Regions from separate parts of the Arachis hypogaea genome. Here region 2 is linked to region 1. Evidence: chromatin contacts called from public Hi-C data. All regions are on one chromosome and are shown on one strand. Each heading gives the region's core, a stretch centred on a gene start, on an enhancer-like site or on the middle of the called end of the contact. The rest is flanking DNA. Distances are from core to core; before and after follow the strand shown. Region 1 holds the start of LOC112797240 (thioredoxin H-type). Region 2 holds the start of LOC112797243 (probable inactive receptor kinase At5g58300).

Evidence for each region. A called contact is a pair of places that touch in the nucleus more often than the background predicts.
Region 2: a Hi-C map of an unstated tissue shows a contact between it and region 1, with 3 times the contacts expected there. The contact joins the promoter of LOC112797243 here to the promoter of LOC112797240 in region 1. A contact is called at or near these places in 3 of 8 Hi-C or Micro-C datasets (leaf and an unstated tissue).

The regions. Positions count from the first base shown.
Region 1 is chr4:110,268,795-110,274,455 of arahy.Tifrunner.gnm2.J5K5, reverse strand. It overlaps LOC112797240 (thioredoxin H-type), which reads left to right and starts at 3,223. Exons shown (of 6, transcript XM_025840063.3): 1 at 3,223-3,326; 2 at 3,672-3,712; 3 at 5,129-5,218. The coding sequence starts at 5,198.
Region 2 is chr4:110,410,594-110,416,718 of arahy.Tifrunner.gnm2.J5K5, reverse strand. LOC112797243 (probable inactive receptor kinase At5g58300) reads left to right here and starts at 4,495. Exons shown (of 3, transcript XM_025840070.3): 1 at 4,495-4,717; 2 at 4,884-6,125. The coding sequence starts at 4,918.

The DNA.
Region 1 (5,661 bases), core at 1,974-4,473:
ATAACTCTAGTATAAAAATTTTATGTCTTTTTTAAAAATAAATGAATTCAAATTCTTAAAACAATAAACTAAATTTCAATTTGTATTATGTTTTAGTGAATAATTATATAGAATGATATAAAAATTGTCAAATGAATTTTCTGTAAAATATTTTTAATATAAAATAATTTAAATTTAATATTATTTTACATATTATCTAATCAATTTTTAAATAATATAACACTTAAAAAATATATCATATAGTTAAATAATTTGTCTCTATGCATGTCATCGCGTACGTCTTACTTTAATTTTATTCTATATCGGAATAGTCGTCTTTCAACATAGAGTGCATCAACCCACTTAGCTTCAATATCTTGTAAATACATGAATTGATTGGTAAAGTTCTCAATCACCCGTGTATATCTGGAGTTCTTTTTAGAGCAAGCAGTTATTGACTTGTTGGCGCAAATTTATTTGAAAGCTTGAATGTGAGATGCTATAGAAACAGTTTTGGAAAAAAATAGATTGAAAAAATACAAAGAGGGATTAATTTAAAAATAGATGAAATACTTAAAAAAAATAAGTACTTATCCCTAAAATTTAGAATCAAAATTAAAATCGTCTGTAAATTTATTTTTTTTTTGAAATGATCCTTAACATTCTATTTAGTATTAAAATCGTCCTTTTGAAGATAATATTTTTTAAATAACAAAAATACTTCTACTACTGTATCAGTTCCCATCCTATATCTACTAGCACTACCTTCTTATCCATAGTCACCACTAACAACACTACCTGAGAAACTGAAAAATTTATAGAATTATTGAAACAAGATGAAGAAGAGATTGAGGAGTACTTGTTTGTGAGCCCAAGCTTTAACACTTACTCTTCTCACAAACTTGCACACATCGCTGATCAAGTTACACGAGAGCACTACTCTCTTCCTTGAAAAGACACAGATCTTTACCCAAACAACAACCAGCAAGATCATCTCCAAAACGACAATACTAATTTTTGGGTTCATAGCGTTTCAAAAGGTTGCTAATGACATTTTCTTTAATCGCTACAATGGTCTTCTTTCCCAATCTTCAACCAAGTCTTTGCTAGAACTTCACCAGAGTGCGGCGGTGGATCTAACGGCAATGGCGTCTGCATTTGACTTTCGATGGAAGAGTTATTAATCGACAAAGATGTGGAGAATCGCTGGAGTAGCCACGATCCTCCAACGTCGTCATTGTCTTCGTCGAAGGTAGACGACGATTTGGATGGAATTTCACTAGAGAAGTACTTTGTGTGGACTCCGAATCTAGTTCAGGCTTTGCCAAATAGATGTAAGAAGAGCAATTCGACAGGATCGAATGTTATTGCTATTGCAGGCAAAGAAGTGAAAAATTCTAGATTTGCTTCAGCAGAACAAAAATGATAAAAAAATATGCTTTTGTCGTTGTCGTCATTTTCTTTGTCATGATGGAGGATGATGACTGATGAGAGGTAAAGAGAATTTTTTCAATTATCAAATTTTATAAAAGATTAAAATTGTCAAAAATATTATTTTAATATTAAATAAAATATTGATGATCATTTTGAACTAAAAAAATTAAAAAAAAAATTAAATTTGACCGTAAATTTCAATGACTAAAACAATACTTATTTCTAAAAAAAATATTATAATATGAAAAGCACATTTGATTATTTGACCAGAATAAATCATCAAAAATTTAACATGTATGTAAAATTACCAAGAAAATCATTATTATTGCAAACATAATCAATTTTTCTCTTTTCCCCAATATAATCAAACTTGGTGAAGCATTCATTATGGTTGCTCAACAGAAAATTAAAGTTGGATTCACATGTAACTGCTTATTATCAACGGCCAATTGTGTTGCCCTTTAGCTTTTGTTGTGGCCCAATGGTGGTTGGTGTTTTTGAACAAACACATGTGAATACAACTAAAATTAATAAACTATATTATGGACACACCAGCCTGCCAACATTGAAAGACCCCCAACTTTCTCACCTTTGCTACACATTTTAATCATGTGAAATACATATGTTTCTTAACCATGTTGCATACAATATTGTTAGAAACCTTTTTTTTTTGGAAGGAATGTTGCTAGAAACCTTAAATATACTAATCTAAGACGAACTTGAAAATACTTAAAAAGATATGGTTAAAATTAATGTCAAAATTTTCATTTTTTTATAATATATTTTAAATTAAAAAATATTTTTAAATATCAAAAAACATTATTTTAATATTTTTAAATATTACTAAAATGGTACGATAACCATTATCATCACTATATAATAGTAGTTAGTTAGTCATCATATAAACATGTCTCATGTATATATTTTAATATTTTTTAAATATTATTAAAATTGTACAATAATCAAAACTACCATAATAATAGTCAATTACTCAATTAGTCATCACAAACAAAACCTTTTAATTCATTTTAGATCTAATAAAAAATTTGTTCTAAATAATCAAGTAGACTATCAATGTGAATCTTCTGTTTCAAATTTAGTGACATGACAGTGAAAATATATTAAGAAAAGCAACATCAACACTGGTTTTTTGGCATCTTAAGCTTCGATTTGGTCTTACTTTATTTTTAAGTAATCTGCATTTTTTTTACGTACATTGCTCATTCTCCATCCCAAATCCCACCAACTATTAATTAATCATTTTTTTTTTTAAGTAGATATGCCTCTAACATTAATCAATAGAATAAAACCTGGTCTCTTAAACTATTTCTCTTGTGACATTTATTCAGTTATTTATGAGTTTAATTTGATATACTAGAGTTTAAAATATTCTGTACTGTCATTTAATTAAAATGTTTTTTTTATAAAACCATAAATTACTACTAGAGCTTTATCCAATTTTTGTCCTTAGCTTAAGTTACATAAACGATTCTCAATATATATTTAATATATAATTAAGATAAATTAATTTCTTAATTTGTGTATTAATGACACACATGATCACAGAGAGTTAGTTACTGTTCTTCTGTTTATAAATTGTTTCTTTAAAAAATGAAATGTTGTATACTTGTATCATTTGTTAAATTTTAAATTTTTTTTTTGTATAATTAAAATGATTAAAAATCAACTTTTAAAAACCATATCATTTCCCCAATTTATGATAAAAGATTATGCTTTAAATAATTTTAATATTTTATTTTATTAACCACTATTTTTTTCTTTAATTAGATAAATTATTATTATTATTAAGAAATAAGAACCCTAATTTCTCTTGCCCATTAGAGAGAGGGGTTATTTTTCTACACTCTTAACACCCTCTCCCATCTGTATTACGGGGTGTGGAGATTCTAGATGTACAAATAACGATACTCAAAACTTTTTTTTTTCTTTCTAATCTGTTTTATTACCAGAAGTAACAATTTCACCTGAATTAATAAGTAGTTTGTTCATCAATAACCTATTAATTATTTATTTATTGTTTATTTTCTTTTTGGTTTTTTCCCCTTTTTTTTTTTGGTTTTTGGTTTCTGTTTCTGTTTTTATGTGTCAACAAAAACAAGTAAACAAACGTCAATTTAATTCACGCCAGCACATGACTCTTGCTCCTTATCTTCTCCGAAAAGTAGTGATAGTTTCTCAAATTCCCCTTTAAATATTCAATTTGCTGTTCTTAACCCTTTCAGTGTTTCTATCTGCAGCAATTCAACTATCTCAGACTTAGACCCTTCAATTGTTTCAGGTAATTTAATTGTCCCTTTTCTCTATTTTTTTTTCTGATTGCAGAAATAAACCCTTGTTTTCTCTTCATTTATTGTTTCTTTTAATGCATGATTTTCGTGGGGTTCTCTTTATTATGTGCAAATTTATGGAAAGCTTGCAACTTTAAATTCCAGATATAGAAAGTCTGTTCTGTAATCACAGAGTTCTGAGCAACCTATGCAATTTAAAAGAGAAAAAGAAACTGTGCTTTGCATATTGGGAACACTTAATAGAGTTCTTAATGCGTTAGAATTTTAGAATTGGACCATGTGCATATCTATTTGGGGCAAGAAATGCTGAAACAAAAAAGAGCATAGCAAACCAAATCAGCCTTAAGAATCTTAAAGGAGGGGGTGGGTGGGTGAGAGTAGAACTCAGAGGATTTGAGGAAGGAAAAAGGCCTGGGGCTGGGAGAATGTTTGGGAGAGAAAGAGTGAGGGTGGAGTCGATTTCGGTTGAGAGCTTTGGAGCACTTCTTGGTATGAAGGAATTTTTATTGCTGTGGTGCTATTCTTGTTCGCACTGTTGTAGTTGTTGTTTTGCTCTTTCAGCTTGGAGACATCATTTGCCACAGCTTGGAGTCAAGAGATATCAGTTGCTCCTGTGTGAGCCATGTAGGCAGCAACCATATTGGTGCTAAGCAATAAATGTTGCCCGGACTCATTCTAGAGGTTTTTCACTTGATTTTGACATCGGGATCAAGCGCAACCTTCAGGATGGTTGAACAAGTGAACCATGCGCAGCCACAGCCTGACATGCATACCCAAGCTCCCATGCTAGTTCAAGACCATGCTTTCGACCTTCAAGTTTGAGGAAACCATGTCATGGTTGTTGCTATATGCCCGGCCTAAAATAGAAAAGGAGACCTTCTGAATGACCTACAATGGAGTCTAATACACTAGACAAGAATGAGAGAAACTGGGCTGACGAAGGAATACCGCCTGTCCGATTGGGTCTGCGGGAGAAGGTTCTGATCGACAACATTAAGTTGGGTGTGTGTGACAGTTTGTACTGTTTATGAAACCCCAGCTGCCACTAGTCCATAGATGATGGGGAATCCCTTGTGCACATTGTTTTTATATTTATTTTGGTTTAGCTCCATTCCTTCACTTGATTTTTGCTCCTGCTTAGTCATCCAATAATATAAGTTTTCTGTTTCTTGCACCTGTGTTTTTAATGTATCCTTCTTCAGATGTGTGCTAATTCCTGATATTCTTTTTAAGTGAACACTTATAGACTACTAATTTATTTTCTTATGTTGCTTGAATTTTGCTTTCACTATGGCCTTGGGGTAACTCACCGGTTCGAAGCCAACCAATAAAGTGTTACATTCATTTGAGTTGGCTATTGTTCTCCGTACCTCTCTTACTCCCTTTTTATTTTTTTGGCCTTGCAGAAATTTGTTCTGCAGAACTTGGTGGTATTTCCTCTCAAACTTCAGAATTTGTGGCTTTTGAACAATTATATGGGGAACTGTTTGGATAAGGTAAGAATATTAGGGTAAATCAATGAGATTCTTCATTGCTATGCTGATTAAAAGTTGAAAAGCCTGAAACTTTTCTCCTGTTTTCTGTGATGAACTGTTTCCTTCAATATATATAGCATATTCTTACAAAAAGTTCTAACTATGCTGTGCTTGTAACTTTAAAGTGTTAGTGTTTGATTATGGTTTTTTAGTGTCCAAGACCTACTTATTTGCCAGCTGCATTGAGATATTAACTCTCGAATATTCGTCCTGCTTGTATATGATCTGTAGCTGTTAGGTTAGACGGGTAATAAGCAAGAATGGGGACAAAAAATAGTAGGATGCAACAACTGATGAAAAATTATGTAAGAATTAGAAAAGGGCAATATATTACTTTTTCTCAACTGTTCAAAAAGATCTAAATATTAGAAATGATCAATGGTTCCGATTACACTGCCTAGGCA
Region 2 (6,125 bases), core at 3,246-5,745, 140 kb before region 1:
AAATCGGGAGCAATAATCTTCACTTGAGCCTTGAGAGCCTCCTCGGTCATGAAAATCGCATTCTTGCCCTGCTCTCTAACTTCCTTGTACTTCCTCTTGAATGCATCGGCCTCATCTCGAGCAGTCTTAGCGGCTGCAATGGCTGTATCCCGCTCTTTCTCCAAAACGACCACTCGACCTTGTGCAGCACTTAACTGGCTCTTCAAAGTCATTTTCTGCTCCGTCAGACGAGACACGGAAGCATCGGCAGTCTTCAACTTTTCTTCGGCAGACGCGGTCTTCTTCTCGGCAGCCTCAAGCTTATTCCCCGCCTCGGCCAGCTGCTCTTGAAGTGTTTCAACTTGAGCCTTGAGCTTATTATTGGCCGAGGCAGCGGTCTCAAGTTTCCGACGAAGCGACGCCATTCCTGATAGCTCAAACTCAGCCTTCCGAGCTATGGCCGCGCCGCGAAGGAGGGTGCAATATATTCATCGTGCTTGCCCCGAAAGGTCGGTAGCATGGAAATGTTCCTCTGTGCCGGGAAGCAGTTGGGTATCTGTGAATGACCCGGCATCAAAGTTCCTTTCCATAACGGTAAGGACCCCCTCAGGGCTAGACTGCGACCTTTGTCTTTTGGGAGTAGGGATGACCCTCAACTCCTCATCCTTCTCCTGACAAATGGAAGACGAGTGCCCAGTACCCGTCACTTCCTGGAGAACGGGGGAACCATGTATTGGATCGACGATTTTATCCACCATGACTACGTCGGGAGGCGTGGGCGCCATTTGTGTCCCCTCGTCCTCAGGAGGCGCCACTGATTGCCCTCCGGCCTCCTCACCATCCTCTTCCTCCAAGAAAGTCTTGTACAAGTTCTCAAGGCCGGTGACTTCAACAGACATCCCCACTGTAAACAAGAAATGAACAAATTAGTAACCAGCATACTAAGACAACAAGTAACCATGCAAAATACAAACACGATATAGGCGACTCACGAATATAATCTCGGGCGACCTCCCGACTACCCATGAGGAGGTGGGGATTTACATGGTTTCTTCCGAAAACGACCCATAACACGTCGGCTATCTTCCGATCTACAGCCGACATCCCTTTATAGGTGACTTTAATAAAAGTATTGGATCCCGCCCCGAAACTCCAATATGTCGGGATGAGGCGTTCTCTCTCCAATGACAACCAAAAGAGGTGACGACCCTTGACCGGTCAAACCTTAAAGTATTTATCCTTGAACCCATGGTAGGAGTCCTCGAACAAACAAAATATTCTCGGCCCCTGGGCAGATCGGAAAGACATAAACCCTTTCCTCGCTTTCCCCTCCTTGGAAGGGTTCGTAAGGTTGAAGAAGAAGGGAAGACATCAACAGATGCCAGAAGCTCCAGATGCTTGCATACCATCTCGAAACAGCAAATCGACGCCCAACTGTTCGGATGCAGTTGCGACGGCGCCATGGAAATCCGACTTAAAAGTCCCATCTGGAAGGGGGAGAGAGGAATGCGAACTCCCACTTGGGTAAACATGGCTTTATAGAACCAAATCCAATCGGGGACCCGGGGAGCATGGAAGTTGAGCTCATATAGCCGCTCGTGAGGAGCAGGGACGTATACGTCGTAATTAGCCTCCTCGTCGGTACCCCCACACAGATAGTTGGCCTGACGAAACTCGGTGAGCTCCTCCTCACCCATTTGGTTTGGGGAATCCCTGAGGTCGGAGACCACCCAAGCATACGAGTCATAACTCGCGTCGGAGGTTGAAGCCCGAGCGACAACACGAGGCATACCTACAGTGGGGGCACCACTCGATTAGTCTATGAGATCGAAAACCCGGAAAAAACCTATAAACTACGTCTACCCTACAACCCGAACTAAACATGCCTGAAGTCAATATCAAATAAGGCCTATTCCAGAATGGCAACCCCCCTAGCACACCTACTCGACATTGAAGAGGTATCCATTTTATAGGAACCAAACAACAAAGCAGCAACCACGCACAGTAAACATGCAAAGAGACATTAAAGAGAAGAAAAAGGATCGATGGTTACCTGGACTGATTGCAAGAACTTGGAAGAGAAAGGAACGCACAGGAATTCTGGAACAAGTCTTTGACGATAGGGAATGCAGAAGGAATATGTGGGAAGAGCAAGAATGAGAAGGGAGAACCCATGCAAAACTGTTTAAAACTGTTGAAAAGGGAGCGTGAAAGGCCTGGGGACAAAATGGTTTTTGCGTACAGGATTTTCCAACCCATTATGAGCATTTAATGCCCTGCGCGAGGTACGAGACGACGGATGATCGTCCCAACAACGAATGGGCACGCACACAGGAGGCGCGTTCCCTCCACGAGCGACCGACCCGACGACAACGAGCAAAAAGATAACACGCCACTAACAGCTTGTGCGGCTATTTGCCGGCGCGTTGGGGGCACTGTTACGGCCCGGCCCAAGCCACTCGTGGGTCGAACTGACCCCATGACGACCCGACCCGAACGGTCGGGCACGTACCGCTCGCTACGCGACCCGAACACGCATCCTCGACAGCTCTCCGCTACAGTTGTGAGGAAGTTTCGAGAAAAGTGGGCCTGTCCTTGAAGGGCCCACCTCTGACACGGTATAAATGGGGAAGGACCTGCCCTTCCCCCAAGGTACGTCACACTCTACCTTACCCCCCTTTTCTTGCCTGCACACTCAATTGACTTGAGCGTCGGAGTGTCATTGCAGGTGACACCTCCCCTCTCTTTTCGAAATCTCGGAACGTCGGTTCCTCGTCTCACCCCCGCGACCCATTCCAGGCTACGTCCCACCTATTCACACAAGGATCATCCCAAATCATCCAGTACATGACTTATCGAACATAAAATAATTTTACATTATAGATATTTTAAATTATTTTTAGCATTAGTGATATTTTTCGGTATACTAAACTACTTTTAGTATAATTCAATTACTAGTAGTTATTAATTACTATAAAACTAATTAATTATGAGCTATTATCAACGATAATGTGTATCATTGTAACAAAGAGTTTTTCTAACTACTAATAATTGAAGCTTTATTTTAATAGGTAAACCACAAAAGATGCACTCAAATTATTTTAGTATTGACAAAAATATTTTTAAAAATTATTGATAAAAATACCTTCAAATAATTTAAATAATTTAAAAAACGTTAAAAAAATACTCAACTGTGATCAAAGATATATTTCGCCAATAAAAAAATATATTGTGACAATAAAAAAATATATTGTGACTCATTTGTTAACGTCTAACTCTCATTTGTCACCTAAAAAACTTTATTTACTGCATACTATTTTTTGTTAACGTAAAACATTTTAATTTAAGAATGTATATTTTTGTCATGTTTTAAATAATTTAAAATATTATTTTTTGATAGCAAAATTTAAGAATGTTTTTATAAAAAAAAATTTAAATATATTTTTGTAGTTTAGCCTTTTTTAATCTAGTAAATATATTAATCAATGAATCATATTTATGCAATAAAATCTTTTAATTCGTCGTAACATCATTGGTAACATTAATAACTATGCGCTTAAGTTACCCCCCCCCCCCCCCAAAAAAAAAAAAAAAGCTATGCACTTAACAAATAGCTAGCTAGGGTGGCCGAATAAATATGAAGAAGGCTTGAACTTGAAGCTGAGTTTATAAACGTTGAATGTGTGCCTCCCAAATCATAAACAAGAAAACCAAAAGCTAAACACTATTCATATAAAAAACTATAGCATAAGATAATAAATTAGAAAATAAATAGTACTATACTATTGTAGTACCCTTTTTATTAATAACCTTTTCTTCCTATGTATCTAAGTATCTACGTTGTGTATGTGTGAGGCATTTTTGGCGTGTTCATGAAGTAAATAATAATGCCGTTAAAGATTTGCTCTCACCACCACCAATGGACAACCTAACCCAACAACGCTTGTTATTTTTTATGTGGGAGAGAGAAGTGTATAACAAGAAGCTGTGAACAGAAGTGTGTTTCACATTGATATGGGATGTACAAATCAGATGCACCTATTTGTTTGTTTTATTTTTTTTTTTCAAACAAACAATCACAAATCGGACGGTCCGATTTGTGAATTCGAAAAAAAAAATTTTAATGTTGAAATCGGACCGTTTGATTTTTATTTTAAAAAATAAAAAAAATACAAAATACAAAACGGACCCTTCGATTTGTAGTTTATTTTTTTCTCCAAACAAATCGGATCCTCCGATTTGTAATTTATTTTTCTCTTCAAACAAATCGGACCGTCCGATTTGAATAAAACACCATATCAAAAAAAAACACCCAATCTTCCAATAATAATGTATTACACATATATTTAAACAATATAAAAAAAATTAGCCAACCAAACAATGCCTTAACAAAATAATAAATAATAAAAAATACTATGTGCACAAAAAATCAGTAAAAAAAAGTTAGAAATAATAATAATAATAATAATAATAATAATAATAATAATAAAAGGCATTGCTTTCTCCAAAGTCCAAATGACATTATTTATTTAATTTCCATATCACTTAACATTCCCTCAAAGTCCATTCTGTGACTCTTCCTCTTCTGCTCCCACTTCCAACTTCCAACTTCCAAACTTGATTTTCCTTTTAAATTGTTATTATTTTTTAAAAAGGTTTTCATTTCTCAGCACTGTTTCTTGTTACTGCATTCTAACTGTCTTCAAATATATTATTCTTCTTTCCAACTTCATTTTAAGTAAGTTCATTTTCTTTGTATCAATATATATTGTATATAAATTGCAGAACAAATATATGTAATGTGTTCAATCTGTTGTTATAGCTTTGAATTCATGGTTACATTTTACTTCATATGAGTTTGAATTTGATCAATGTGCTAATGTTTTTGAATCTCACATTGTTAGGGAAATTAACCAAGTGGTGGAGTCACTGAACTTGATGATGCTACAACATTCAAACATCTTCATAGAACAAGATTTTCTGCTTCTGATTCAGATTCTTGTTCTTGTTCTTCTTCTCTTCCCTCAAACTACAATATCTGATCTACATTCAGAAAAGCAAGCACTCCTTGATTTTGCATCAGCATTTCACCATGGCAAAAAGGTGAATTGGAACATGAACACTTCAATGTGCAATTCATGGAATGGAGTTACCTGCAATCCCAAGGGCACAAATGTAATTTCACTGAGGCTACCAGGTGTTGGTTTGAGAGGTTCTCTGCCACCAAACACAATTGGTAAGCTCAATGGCCTCACAAGTCTTAGTCTAAGGTCTAACACATTGAGTGGCAAAATCCCAAATGACATTCTTGCCCTTCATTCCCTAAGGTTTCTATATCTTCAACATAACAATTTCTCAGGTGAATTTCCAAATTTTCTTCCACCTAGGCTTGTGCTTCTTGATTTGTCACATAACTCTTTCACAGGACAAATTTCAAACTCAATCCAAAATTTGACTAATCTAACTGGTTTGTTCCTCAAGAACAATTCACTTATAGGGCCTATTCCTAATGTAACCCTTCCTAGCCTTAAGGATTTGGATTTGAGCTTTAACAACCTTAATGGTTCAATTCCTTTAGCATTTCATAGGTTTCAATCTTCATCATTTGATGGGAATTTGATGCTATGTGGACCACCTTTGACAAAACAATGTTCCTCATCAAGTCCTCTTAGTAGTCCAATGTTGTCTCCACTAATAGTATCTCAAAATTCAAGTGATGTTTCCAAGAAGAGGCCAATTCTTGGGGTGGTGGTCGCTGCCGCCTTGGGAGGTTTCGGACTACTTTTTCTACTAGTTTTGATGTTGGTGTTGTATTTTCTTAAGAAGAGAGTTGGTGAACAAAATGAGGCACCAAAAGCAAGTAAACTTGGTGAGAATCTTAGGGAGGATTTTGGGAGTGGTGTGCAAGAACCTGAGAAGAACAAGTTGGTATTTTTCGGAGGGTGTTCTTATAACTTTGATCTTGAGGATTTGTTAAGAGCTTCAGCTGAAGTTCTTGGTAAGGGAAGTTGTGGAACAACTTATAAGGCAGTCTTGGAAGAAGGGACAGTAGTTGTTGTTAAGAGGCTGAAGGAAGTTGCAATTGGGAAGAGAGAATTTGAACAGCAAATGGAAACTGTGCAAAAGCTTGATCAGCATCCAAATGT